Regions from separate parts of the Mus musculus genome. Here region 2 is linked to region 1. Evidence: chromatin contacts called from public Hi-C data. All regions are on one chromosome and are shown on one strand. The core of a region is the stretch at or near the end of the contact, and the rest is flanking DNA. Distances in the headings are between cores, read along the strand shown. Region 1 overlaps P3h1 (prolyl 3-hydroxylase 1). Region 2 overlaps Hivep3 (human immunodeficiency virus type I enhancer binding protein 3).

What was found. Hi-C and Micro-C count contacts between places; a contact is called where the count stands out from the background.
Region 2: a contact with region 1 is called in a Hi-C map of pro-B cells, with 7 times the contacts expected there. The contact joins two enhancer-like sites. A contact is called at or near these places in 1 of 39 promoter capture datasets (pre-B cells), 2 of 15 datasets of contacts at CTCF or cohesin (large pre-B cells and pro-B cells), 3 of 484 Hi-C or Micro-C datasets (B cells, the N1E-115 cell line and pro-B cells) and 2 of 9 other capture datasets (embryonic stem cells and liver).

Annotation. Positions count from the first base shown.
Region 1 is chr4:119,236,657-119,243,200 of GRCm38.p6, reverse strand. P3h1 (prolyl 3-hydroxylase 1) reads right to left here. Exons shown (of 15, transcript NM_019783.2): 3 at 6,235-6,424; 4 at 5,205-5,336; 5 at 4,416-4,555; 6 at 1,995-2,084; 7 at 1,667-1,719; 8 at 1,397-1,518. Among named protein-coding and RNA genes, the nearest start is that of P3h1, 7.0 kb to the right of the region's middle. Within about 2 kb of position 3,915, at least 102 of the 459 cell types and tissues checked have an H3K27ac peak or open chromatin away from gene starts, as enhancers often do. A contact at or near this core is called in pro-B cells, where this site is marked.
Region 2 is chr4:119,908,233-119,914,776 of GRCm38.p6, reverse strand. All of the region lies in intron 1 of Hivep3 (human immunodeficiency virus type I enhancer binding protein 3), which reads right to left. Among named protein-coding and RNA genes, the nearest start is that of Hivep3, 97 kb to the right of the region's middle. Within about 2 kb of position 2,931, at least 25 of the 459 cell types and tissues checked have an H3K27ac peak or open chromatin away from gene starts, as enhancers often do. A contact at or near this core is called in pro-B cells, where this site is marked.

The DNA.
Region 1 (6,544 bases), core at 2,666-5,165:
TTTTTCGAGACAGAGTTTCTTTGTGTAGCCCTGGCTGTCCTGGAACTCACTCTGTAGACCAGGCTGGGCCTTGAACTCAGAAATTCACCTGCCTCTGCCTCCCAAGTGCTGGGATTAAAGGCGTATGCCACCGCTGCCTGGCCCAGCCTTGATTTTCAATCAATTACTGTTAACCTTATAAGTTTGACAACAGATTAGTGAGAGCAACCAATAAGGCTAAACCCTCAGTACAGTGTTTGGCTCGTCGTGAGTGAATGCTCAAAAGTGTCGCCCATGGTATGGTCACTGTCATACTGTGTACAGGAACGATCTTGTAATCTGCCTAACCTACCTCTCAGACATGAAGAGAAGCAAGAAAAATAGAAATCCACTTCTGAAAACAGAGCGGCGCTGGGCAAACTTGCTACACACTGTCCCTGTTCGGTTCAGTCTAGAAGGGCAAAGGGCAACGTTCGTTCTGCCTGTAGTTGTGAGGTGTCTGCTGGGTCACATTAGAGACCCGGCTCAACCCCATCTACGTGCTGAGACCTTTGAGTGATGCAGCAGAGAGGGCCTAACACCATTCCCCATAGTCAGAGAGCCCCAGAGAGCCTTTCCCCACAGTCAGACAACAGCCAGGGCGAGACACATCGAAGCACCCTCAGAAACTCAGAGGAGGGAGGCTATAGGAGGCTCTGTAAGGTCTCTCGGGGTTGTGGTTAAGGACAGAGATGATGCAAAGTATACCAGGAGTGGGACAAGCATGGACAATGACCTGTGGGCCAACGGCAGGCTCAGGGAACTGGAAACAGCCCATCCCACCTGATGCAGAGACATGGGGGCTACACACACAGAGCAGGTGCATAGAGGACGGTTAACTATTGAGAATGCATGCATGGACACACAGAGCAAGTACATAGAGCATGGTTGACTATTGAGAATGCGTGTATGCCGCTGTTTGGAAGACAGGCTGCTATCTGGGTGGGAAAGAATGAGGACAGACAGGAGGGGTTTGAGCCTATGAGAACCAAAGGCAGGAGAGGAGGAGAGAAGAGAGCAGCCATCACTGTGGGCCAGGAGTGCAGCAAATGGAGCAGAGAAGACAGGATAGCTGCTGTTATCGGCTCCTGATAACAGCGTGAGCTGTCAGAGAGCATTTGGAGGGGGAGGCAGGGGACTTACGCTCTCCATACTTACTGTGACTATGCTAGTCTAACTGTGACATGGGGATCGTACTTCTTAGCCAAAGGCCCGTTCTCAGGGCTGTCTGGATGACAGCTCCTTAGTGTGTTGCATGTGGAGGAAGTCCCAGCATCTGCTACCCAAGCAGAAGCTGGTATATAATGGGCTGAGCAATGCCTTGTGGGTGCTGCCACCTGGTGAACGTGGGCAGGCATGCCACCCACTGCTGCCTCACCTTCCCGCGTCAGTCGGCTCACATCCAAGGACTCCTTGGTCTTCTCCTCCACGAGGGTCTCGATCTCCTTCATAAGGTTGCCAATCTCCTGGGAGATGCGGACTGCGGTTTCGCGTTCCGACCTGTGAGCATGACAGCACTGACTGCTGGGGTCAGCCCTGGTTCCTACCCCAGTGTCCCTACTCCCAACCCCTGGCTGGGCTCCCATCTGCCTGGGTGCAGGAAGCCTGAAGTGCTTCGTGAGCCCGACCCAACCATGGGATTTCTCACTTCTGTTTCTCCTGCAGTCTCTTGGGAATCACCTCTTCTGGAGTCCATGAGTCCTAAGGCAGGTCAGGAAACAAGCAAGAGAGTTGATCTTTCAGGTTATCTGTGTGTGACCTGCCTCACTGCCTGAGATGAGGTGGGCTCTTGGGACCATTACTTTTAATGGCTCAGGACCGCCTTTCACTGTCCACTTTGTCTCCCGTCCTCAGGGCCCACGCACCCATGCTTGGCTCGGCCTTGGACAGCGGCTCCCCCAGAGTTCTGCAGCGTGTACTCCCTCAGTGCCCAGTGTCCCCCTCTCCCCCTCCCTGCAGCTCCTGCTCTGGCTCACCGGATCCACAAAGGGAATTCCAAAAATGTCATAAGCGAAGAAAAGCAGTTCTTTCTCCAACAGGCTTCGACGTCGGTATTCCTCGGCATTCTGAGGAAACAAAGAGTCTCCTAGAACTTAGCCCTTACCCTTCAGCCCTAGGGTGGCCCTCCCTGGCATTGTGCATTGCTCTACGGGACTGAGGTGCCTTCTCCCAGTCACAGGTGATGTGTTGCCCAGTTTGGCCAAAGGTCTCCCCTCTATGCTCAAGAGGACTCCCGAGGGCAGCGTAATTCAGCCACACTGAAGGAGAGGAGGCCCCAGTGATCTCTGAAATGGAAGAACTGATGATCCTGAAAATGGAAAGACTTCATTTCTGCCTTTGAAGTCCTTGACATTGAACCCAGGGCTTTAGGCATACCAGGCAAGGCTCTCTACCAACTGAATTGTGTCTTTTTTTTTTTTTTTTTGAGACAGAGTTTCTCTCTGCAGTCCTGGCTATCCTGGAACTCACTCTGTAGACCAGGCTGTGAATTGTGTCTTGAGCCCTCTTTTCTTCTTGTTATATTTTATTTATTTACTTGGTGTGTTGTGGAGCGTGTGGCCTCCACTGTGCATGTGTGGAGGGCAGGGGACGACTTTGTGGAGTCTGTTATTTACATCCATCCTTTTGTGGGTTCTGTAGGTTGAACTCAGGTTACAAGCTTATGTGGCAAATACCTTTTTTTTTTTTAGAAGATCTTTTGTCAACCATTCTTTTAAGATTTATTTATTGATTTTATGTATATGAGTATACTATAGCTATCTTCAGACACACCAGAAGAGGGCATCAGATCTCATTATGGGTGGTTGTGAGCCACCATGTGGTTGCTGGGATTTGAACTCAGGACCTCTGGTAGAGCAGTCAGTGCTCTTAACCACTGAGCCATCTCTCCAGCCCGGCAAATACCTTTTTTAAAATTAGATTTTTTTATTCTATTTATTCTCTGTGTGTTTGTGTGTATGCGTGCGTGCGTGTGTGTGTGTGGGGGGGGGGGCGGCACTGTGACATAGGTGAGGAGGTCAGAGGACAATTTGTCAGTTTCCTCCTTGTACTGTGAGGGGCCAGAGCTCAAACTCAGGTCACCAGGCTCAGCAGCAAATGCCTTTACCCACTGAGCCATCTGCCATTTTAATTTTGAGACCAGGTCTCACTGCATAACCTTGAACTTGTGATTCTTCTGCCTCTGTTCCCTGAGTGGAAGCTCATGGGCGGAGACTGAACTTCATCTTAAAGACCCTTAGGAGCAGTAGGATTGAGAGCGATCCTATCTGGGTTTTGGGGTCCCCAAGCCCATGTTCTTTCTATTTGGCCACCTGCCACCCCTCAGAATGGCTGGGCTCGATCCGTCCCTGAAGGCGGGCAGCTATAGAATAGCTAAGCTTGGCACTCTGGCATTGCATGTGTATTCAGGGGTGGGGCTTACCCAGAGCTGGGAAACTGAGTCCCTTCCAGGGTCACATCTTTTCCCTGGGTCCCCTACTAGGATCCAAGCAGCAGAAGGAAGAGAGAAAAAGACAGTGCTAAAGTGGAGGCAGTTCAAGGAGGAACACATTAAAGGAGTCCACCCCGTCGGCTACCACAGTCACCCATGAGGAAGGAGTTTAACTGATCGGCTTCCTGCTCCAAATGCCAGAAACCAAGCCACACGTGCTATCCAGCGGGGTGAGCGGTCTGGCCGGGGGCGCAAACCAGTATTAGCTACTCTCGCCTGGGGGAGAGTTCTTCCTGGGGGAGAGTTCTAGGTAAATGTGCTCACACGAGTACATTCCTTCCCTTCTGAGAGACTCTTAATAGGATCCCAGGGAAGGGAAAAAGTATCAACCCAGCAAGACAAAGACTGGAAGGGCCTTCTTAAAGCTAGATGGCCGCCATCTAGTGGACAAGAAGGATAACTACAAGAACGCCAGTCTCAGCTGGGAGGGGCTGACAGTGGGATTATTTTCTTTAGAGACTCAATTCCAGAGCTGTGTGGGAGGAACTGTGGCTTGGCCCTCAGAGTTGAAGTCTGTACCTAAGTTTTCTCCTCATTCTAGAGATGTGGATAATGCTGAGTAATTGAAGAAAGCAGACAATGACAAGGAGAAATGCACTCTGGGACTAAAACAGAAACAGAAAGCCGTGTGAGCAAAACAGACCCATTATGAAGGAAAGAACACTGCCTTTGGGCAAATGGCATCCAGCGTCTAGCTTGGGTGTCAATCAGGGCAGAGAAATCTGTGTGCCAATCCAAAGAATGTACATCGAACTCTAGAGGATTTGGCTCTGCCATGTTCTACAAACTCCTGGTACTCCTTCCCACCCTGAGTGACAAGCTGAGTCCAAGACCGGCCCCACCCCACCCCACCCCATGAGCACTCATCTTCCTTCTGATTGGGTTCAGCCAGAAGCCAGTCTCTCACCTCCCTGGGGCTGATGGAGCTGGCCTCTTCTTCTCCAAGCATGGCTGTGTAATAAGCCAGATTCTGGTGCATCACCTCATCATTGGGAAAGAAGAGGAGGTAGGTCTTGGCACATTCAATAGCTTGTGTATAGTTCCCAACTGCAAAGGAAGAAAAGCAAACGGCCGTGAGGGAAGGGTATAATCCCAGACACCAGCAGCCACTTAGCATCTGGTTTCAGAGAAGCCTTGAGGCCACAATGACAGGACAAAGTAGTATTTTCCACACAACTTTCTAGAAGAGGAAGATTAGAATAGCTGGGAGCCTCCTAGACAGAAGGACCTCTTTAACTCGACGCGGACACACACCATGTACTCTTGGATGTGCTATTCTGGCTGGGACCCAGTAGGTACCCAGTAAACAACTGCTGATTTGCTGAGGGTTTGTTTTTCTGGATATTTTTCGTCCCTTTACCCCTGGAGGAAGACTGGGCCTGCCCTGTGAGCTAGTGTCAACAGTAGTACATCCTAACTGTGCTATTCATTCTTATTCACATGCAAATTTAGATTATAAATGAACAAAAAGGGACAAAAGAAAGAGGTCCTAGACTCCCCTGTTCCTCCCTTCTGGGCAGTAGAAATTGGCTACCTGGGCCACAGGCTTGTGACAAAACACCCAGGAATCATTGGGCATGTTGCCTCCCACAGACATAGCTGCTAGACATGCTGAAGAAGTGGAGTGGTCACAACCCTGCCTGGCTGGCTACACTTTAGTTGAGGCATCGGAGAGAAGAGAGAAAGCAGGTCTTACTGTTGTAGTAGGCAAACTGTAGGTAATTATAGTGTGAAGGGAGGAAGTCTTCAAAGGGCTTTTCCCTACTTGGGTGGGAAGCCAGCTCCGTGACACAGTTCTGCTTACAGTTGAGGACCTGGACGTAATGATCTGAAAGGAATCAGAGATGAGGAACAGCGAGGTCTTTTGTTTGTTTGGTTTTGTTTTCTGAGACAGGGTTTCTCTGTGTAGCTTGGCTGTCCTGGAACTCACTCTGTAGACCAGGCTGGCCTCAAACTCATAGTTCCGCCTGCCTCTGCCTCCTGAGTGCTGGGATTAAAGGTGTGTGCCACCACTGCCTGGCTAATACAGTCATATTTGGGATTCAAATTCTGGCTAACATAGGAAAGTTGAAGTGGAAAGTGATCTCTGTGTGGAGGATATGTGCATGCATTTGTGTATGTGTGTGCAAGTATGTGGCATGTGTGAACACGTGTGTATAGGAGTATAGGAGCCAGATGATGTCAGCATCTTTTTCCATCACTCTTCATTATGTTTCTGAGATAGGCTCTGTAACCTCAAGCTCACCCATATGATGAGACAAGCTCTAGCAAGGGGATTACAGGTGAGTGCCACCATGCTCAGCTTTTATGGCCAGGACCCTGGGTGTCAGGATTTGAACCCAGGTCCTTTTGCTTGTGCAGCAAGCACCTTACCCACTGAACCATCTCCCCAGCCCCTGAAAAGGTAATTTTTAGTTAGAGTTCTAGACTTAAAAAATTTGAAGAGCTGGAGAGATGGCTCAGTGGTTAAGAGCACTGACTGCTCTTCCAGAAGTCCTGAGTTCAATTCCCAGCAACCACATGGTGGCTCACAACCATTTGTAATGGGATCCAATGCCCTCTTCTGGTGTGTCCGAAGATGGCTTCAGTGTATTCATATACATAAAATAAACAAATGTTTAAGAAAAATTGGGGGATGAGGTTGCAAGGTATTTGTGTGCATTGTCAGGACTTTGACCTTAAAGTCCTCTGAGGCTTGGTCAGGCCACACCCTGAATGGCACCCACCTGTGATGGCCTGGAAGAGGTCAGCGCTGTAGTCTAGGTAGTTGTAGCCGTCGTAGTCATAGGGCCCTTCGCAGAGGGCACGGCATTCCTCATCGGCCACAAAGTACTCTTGCAGTGCCGCCTCCAGGTGGGGCACAGCTTCCTGTGGCTTCTCCTCTGAGTAGAGTCGTACCCCCAGCCGAAACTCATGCTACTGGAGGGAAGGCGTACTCAAAACAGGCTCCAGAGGAGCCCCTCACCTTGCCCTAAGCCACTATCATGGAGTGATGATCCCTAAGTGGTGATTCCTAAGTTACAGATGGACAGGGGA
Region 2 (6,544 bases), core at 1,682-4,181, 670 kb before region 1:
AACCGCTAAGCCATCTCTCCGGCCCGGCATTTCTAATTTATGTTTAGGTAAATAAAGTTTGATGTTCCTCTCTGGTTCTGTAGGGAACCTACAGAAGCAAGGCAGCACCTACTTCACTAAGTCTGCAGAGCTCCCTGGGTGTTGTGGATACAAGGACCGAGGAGGCTACCACACAGAGGTAACAAGCATGACAGCATGGCTAAGGACACACTCTGAACGTGGTGGGTCAGAAGCCGAAGCACAGAAGCCTTGCTGTGGCCCCTGCCTGCCACTGAGCTCCACAGCAGCTGTTTGCAAAACAGAGCTGGCACTGGCTGCTGGAGGTGAGAGGCTGGGCTGGGCTGGGCTGGGCTAGGCTGGGCTGGGCCCTTTCTGCCTTCTCCGTGAAGTCCTGGGCAGTCCCTTCCCTGAAACAAGGAAGAGATTAGCTCCTTTGCTTCTGATCCTTTCCCCTCCCTTTCTCCTCCATTATCCAGCCCTGAACCGTGACTGGGCAAAAGAGACTATGATTAATGCAATCTGCACTCTCATAATTACCAGGTGGAGTTAAATGATGGCCCCAAAGAACTTAGAGCACAATGAAAGAGGGTTGGGAAAGAGGCAGTGCCATTTAGATTTTCCTGGGGTCAGAGGGGAGACTAAAGTCTGAAGGTGCAGGGAGCCTATCCTGAGCCCCTAAGGAGGCAGGGACTTCAGGAGGAGGAGGTGAAGAGAGGACTTAGTGCAGGGTAGGAGGATGAAGAAGGCATAATATGGGCTGGGAAGATGGTGGCATGGATAGAGGGCTTACTGTGCAAGTGTGGAGGCCAGGGTTCAAATCCCTAACGCTAATGTAAAAAGCTGGGCAGAGGTGGCAGCCGGGCAGCAGCCTGTGATCCCAGAGTTAGAGTTCAGAACGTGGAGAGAGATGATCACTGGGGCAAGCTGAGTAGCTAGACTTGTCTAATCAATGAGTCCTAGATGAGCATTAGCAAATAATGTAGGAAGTGATTGAAGAAGGCACTAAACTCTCCGTCAACAAAACTATACTTAGGCCTGCACACATGTGAGCCCAAAAGTATATGAATACAAACACACATCACACACTGTACGCACACATACATATACCACGCACACACCACCCACCACACACACACAAACATATCATATACATATATACTACACACATACATATGCACACCACACACACATACACACACCACACACATACACACCACACATATGCACACTACATGTATACCACACACACACACGCTACACATGCTACACACACACACACACCTCATATACATATACACTACACACATACATATGCACACCACCCACACACACACACACACACACACACACACACACACACACACTACACACATACCACATTACATACCACACACACCTATCACATACACACACCACACGTGTACACCACAGACACACACACACACACGTACACATGTACACACCTCACATAAAGGCACAATAGCAAGGAGCAAAAGTCCCCTCCCCTGCCACAGGTAATTCCTTGGGAATCATCACTCCCCTCCTCTCTGAGGTTTCCTCTGTCCTTCTTCCACAGTCTCCAGAGTGATGTCGTTCTTCCTGATCTGTCCTGTCCAGCCCCATCATGGCACTACACAGAGAACTAGAGCTACTGAGTCTTAAGAATGCTGCTAGAGTAGTGGATCTCAACCTGTGGGTCATGAACCTTTCCAGCCACTTATCGGCTATCCCACATAGCCAACGTTCACGTTACAGCTCATAAAAGTAGCAAAACTATACTTATGAAATAGCAACAAAATAATGTTATGGCCACTAGTCACCAGGACATGAGGAACGTATGAAGAGGTCCCAGCATTAGGAAGGTTGAGAACCACTGCTCTAGAGAGTGGCTGCAGAAACTCTAGCAAGAAGCTTGTATAGTGTGAGCATCAGCCATTGAGGAATATGCAATGAAACATCTCAGCTATCCATACTATAATGTGCTTGGAGCCCAGATGCAGGCTGAAACCACCCTAAGCTACCAAGGACATGAGAGAGCCAGCCCACAAGGACACCAATACTTCTAGAAGGTTTCTTTTTTGTTTTAATCTCAAAAGACAAAGAAAAGAGTTTAGAGACTCTGGTGTGGGTATGTCAGAGGGTAGAACAGGGGTGAGAGGCTGGGGGGGGGGCAGGTAAGGAGTTGGGAAATGCAGAAGAGACATCATGACCTAGACACCCCTTTGGGACCTGACCCTCTGGCTGCTCTGGGAGAAAGTGTCTATGAACTTAAGCCCTCCCTGCTCCTGGCTGGAGAGCTGGGTCACCTCCCTGTGAGTCACTCTGTCCTCTGACACAGGGCCACCACTTCCCTGGTCATTTAGGAAGTACCCAAGCAGCTTGGGAAAGCAGTAGCTAGAGACCACAAGTTCGTTCCCTTTCCACCCCTGCCGCCTCCCAAGCTCTTCTGTCCACTGCAACTTCACTCAAAATGAGGTGGGGGCAGGGAGGGAGAAGGAGGCTGTGGTCCAGGGCTCTACACTGAATCCATGGTCCTTGAGCCTCAGGCTCCTTATCAGTGAGAATGATCAATGATAATTTAAGAAAAAGTGGGTTGTAAAATTGTAAAAATTGACAGTCATTTAGAAAGTGCCAATTAGCGGGAGGTTTCTGACTTTCCTCTCTGACATCCTTCCAGACACCGATGGATCTCCTCTAAGGCCCAGCCTCGTGCTTTGCCTGGCCTTCCATTATGAAATATCCCTCTTTATGATGTGCAGCTAGTCTCTCAGGAATGGCAAGGGATCGAGGGCACCACGAGAAGGAGTACAACAGCCCGCACCATGCTCGCTGCCCACCTCGTGTGCCAGCCAGCGGGTGCCCAGACTGTGTGGATCCTGGCTCCCCTCTGGTCTTAGCGCAGAACAGAACTGACCCCAGGCAGAGATGTTGAGTCCACCTCCTTTTGGGCCAGGCCAGAGCTAGGGCAGACCCAGACGGTGACAACACCCGTTTTATAACAAACAGGAAACCAGTTCACCAACCTCAAAAATAGAACAGACAAAGCCCCCAAAATAGGAGGCTGGAGCGTGGGGCAGCTCAGGTTTCTCCACTTGCTTCCTGATGGGTCGCAGAGCATGTGTTGTTGTTTTCAATTTCGTGAGAAAAATGCCTGGGAGTGCCCTTATAGAGGTGACTTTGCGGAGTATGTGGGCTGAGACCAGGAGGTAGGCTACCCAATCAGGCTTCTTGACCTGCCCGGGTTCCACCTCCTCAGGCACTGGTCCAGCTACTGACAGTTCCAACCACAAGGGCCACAGAAGCCCTGACCCCTGTCTTGTCCCTGGCATGTAAATAGAGTGAGTCTCTCATATCCAGCATTATGTCTCCCTGTGGCCCCTTACCTGTGCAAAGTCATCTACCCTCAAACTGTTTTCACAAGTCCCCAGAGACCCACTGGGTCATGCCATCTAAGGACCACGCTGACAAGAGACAGCAGGCATGCCCTCCACTGGACCTTGACAAAGACATGGAGCCCGGCCCATGCTGTTTCCTTGGCCAAGAACACTCTTCTTTGGCAGCATTCCCTTAGAAGCATTCTTCCTGGAAGGCCATGATTACCTCAGCGATACCCTTCAGCACGGTGCCTCAGCATCCCCTGCTGTGTGTCAGCTCTCCGCAGCCTCTCAGTCTCTGCATCTAGTACACTTAGACCCCATGGATGAGATGACCGGCAAGTGACCAGCCTCTCCCTCTTGCTGTCATTGCTTAACCCAAATTGACTTATCATCTCTAGCAGGCTTATGTCTCGCCCTGCCCTGCCCCATGATTCTATTGTATTTTCCTTGATTTCCATGTCAACTTCCTTTTCCTTTCATATAGAATGCACCTTCTCACATCTCTATCAGGAATAAGGTAAGAAAAGCATGACCAAGCAAGCCACTCCCACTTAGACTGTACACACCTGACTTCTCCCCAGCCACTCTGCATGGGAAGGCTTCCCTCCCGGAGGTCCTCGAGGCTCTGTCTGCACCTTCCTGGGGAAGCACACAGTTCTGAACCTTATCTGTTTTCTTGCCATCTCCTCAATCATGGAGAAGGCTCTAGGTGAGGACTAATGGCTCATCTCTGCCACCCTCCATACTGGCCACCTCACTTCACCCCCATCTGCTTGGATAGCCATCAAGATGGCCTCAGAACAAGAAAGACATGATGGAGCAGAGCCAGAACACAGCAACATGTAGGATGGAGGCAGAACAGACCCCCCCCCCAGTGTCCAAAACTCATCCTGGACTCATTGTTATGGTCTTTCAGTCTGTGAAACACAGCTCCCACGTAAAAAAAACGGGAAAGGGAGAGAGAAGGAAATTGATTCCTTTAGGTCATCAAATAATTCACTGTGGAAGGCAGCTTCTTCTACACTATTTATGGCATTTTAAATGGCTCAATTCATAAAACTCAGTTCTTTAGAAAAATGCAGATGCATTCAACGGTGGCATCCTCTGATAGGCCAGTCAGAGCAAATGCTTTGCAGAACATAGCCAATCGAATCCTTATGTTCTTTTCTTTCTTCCAGTGCTAGAGATAGAACTCAGAGCCTTGATCATGCTAGGCAAGTACTCTACCACTGAACTGTACACCTCAGTCCCTAACTTACTTCCCATCCTTACACACACAAACATACACACATGCACCACATACCATACATACAAGTGCACACATACAACCCCCTTACATACACACCACACACATAAATATATACATATGCACACACATGTGCACACATAGACACACCACACATATAACCCCAAGCACACATGCACACACACACACACACACACACACACACATAACCCCAAACATACATACACATACACACATTTGTTAGAAAGTGGTGACAGCATAAAATGCAAGTGGAAGAACTAATTTTGTAAGAAGTTTCCAGAAGAAAAGGAGGCCAACTATCCTATCAAGCAAGGGCATACATCAACCATGAGGCCAGTCTCCCTCCCAGCCCTCTGGTGCTCATAGCATTAGAGTACATGGGATCTAAACTATGTAATATGCCCATTTGGGATCTGATTGGCCCGATGCTTTTAAACACCCCTAGTCTGATGCCAGGGGTGTAAAGGAAAGAGACAGTGGCATTTAACCTTAGACAAGTTTGGGATTCTTCACCTGAGCCTGTTCTCCCCTGTGTAGCCTAGAACGCAACAGCAGTTCCTCCCTCTTCTGCCGCTCCCCGGGATTACAATGAGGACAGAGATGGCACAAGAAGAAGGTTTGATTAAGTCATCTTGTCAGCCACAGAAGGCTTGAGAGAGGAGAGACCCCTTCAAGGAGGAGCCATGGCACTGTGGGAAAGGAAGGGGTCATCTCTTTCTAGGCTGTCTTGTTTTGGGCCTTCAGGTGCATGTGCGGAGGGACATCTGCTGGTTCCCAGATTCTAGTGCATTGTGGGATCCATGAGCAAAGGGTGACAGTCATGTAAGTAGGAGCAGCACACAGTGGGGGGACAGAGGGTGACAGTCATGTGAGCAGGAGCAGCACACAGTGGAGGGATGTGAGCAGGAGCAGCACACAGTGTGGGGGAGGAACACAAAGGGTGACCATCATGTGGGTAGGAGCAGCATACAGTGGGGGGGGGGACAGAGGGTGACAGTCATGTGAGCAGGAGCAGCACACAGTGGGGGGACACAGGAGAGCCCATGCCTCTCTTGGAGCTCACCTCGATCCCTTTCCAAAAGCTGCTCCTGTTTCCCAAACACCTCATTTTCCTACAGTCCCTAGCCAGGATCAGATGCTGTCTTCAGGGCTTTCCCACCTGTCCCCCTCTTACTGTGGATAGCCCAAACCTCAGATAACCCAGCTAGGGTCACTCCCCTGACTTTACTATGAGATAGACCATCCTAAAAACCCCCTGGCTGTTGTTTCCAACCCGACGCCATCCACCACCTCCTCTCTGAGAGAGGACACAGAGGTTGATCACTTTAGAGTTCACAGACTTGAGAATGAGTCCCTACAGTGCCACCCACACTTTTGGGGATCTTGGGCAAGTAGAAGAAAATCTCAGTTTTTCTCTGTGCTCCACGGGGAAGGGTGGCACTGGATCACATCACCTCACTCGGAGGCTGTAAGGAAGATGGAAGGCACGTGGTTCAACTGGCCTGGGCTGGGGCCTGAGTCAGTGGGACAGCTGTGCTTTCCTTCCAGAGTGCATCAGTGGGAGACAAGCCTACTGACAAGTGACGTCTCTATAGCACCTTCTCCTCCACCCCCACATGATGTCTCTTAGAATTGCAGAGTGCATCATCTCAGGGTCACTGGGGCTGTCCTAGACTACTGGGATGTCATTTGTTCTCTTCTGCCTACCCACCCATAACTGCCTCTCCTCTCTCTCTCTCTCTCTCTCTCTCTCTCTCTCTCTCTCTCTCTCTCTCTCTCTCTGCATACTGTTTTCTGTGCTCAGCTGCAGGATGGGTACGGTAGACCCTCTTCCCCATGGTGGGCAGATCTGTTCCATGACACCCACGGATGTCTGGCTTTCCTCTAGGCATATTACCAC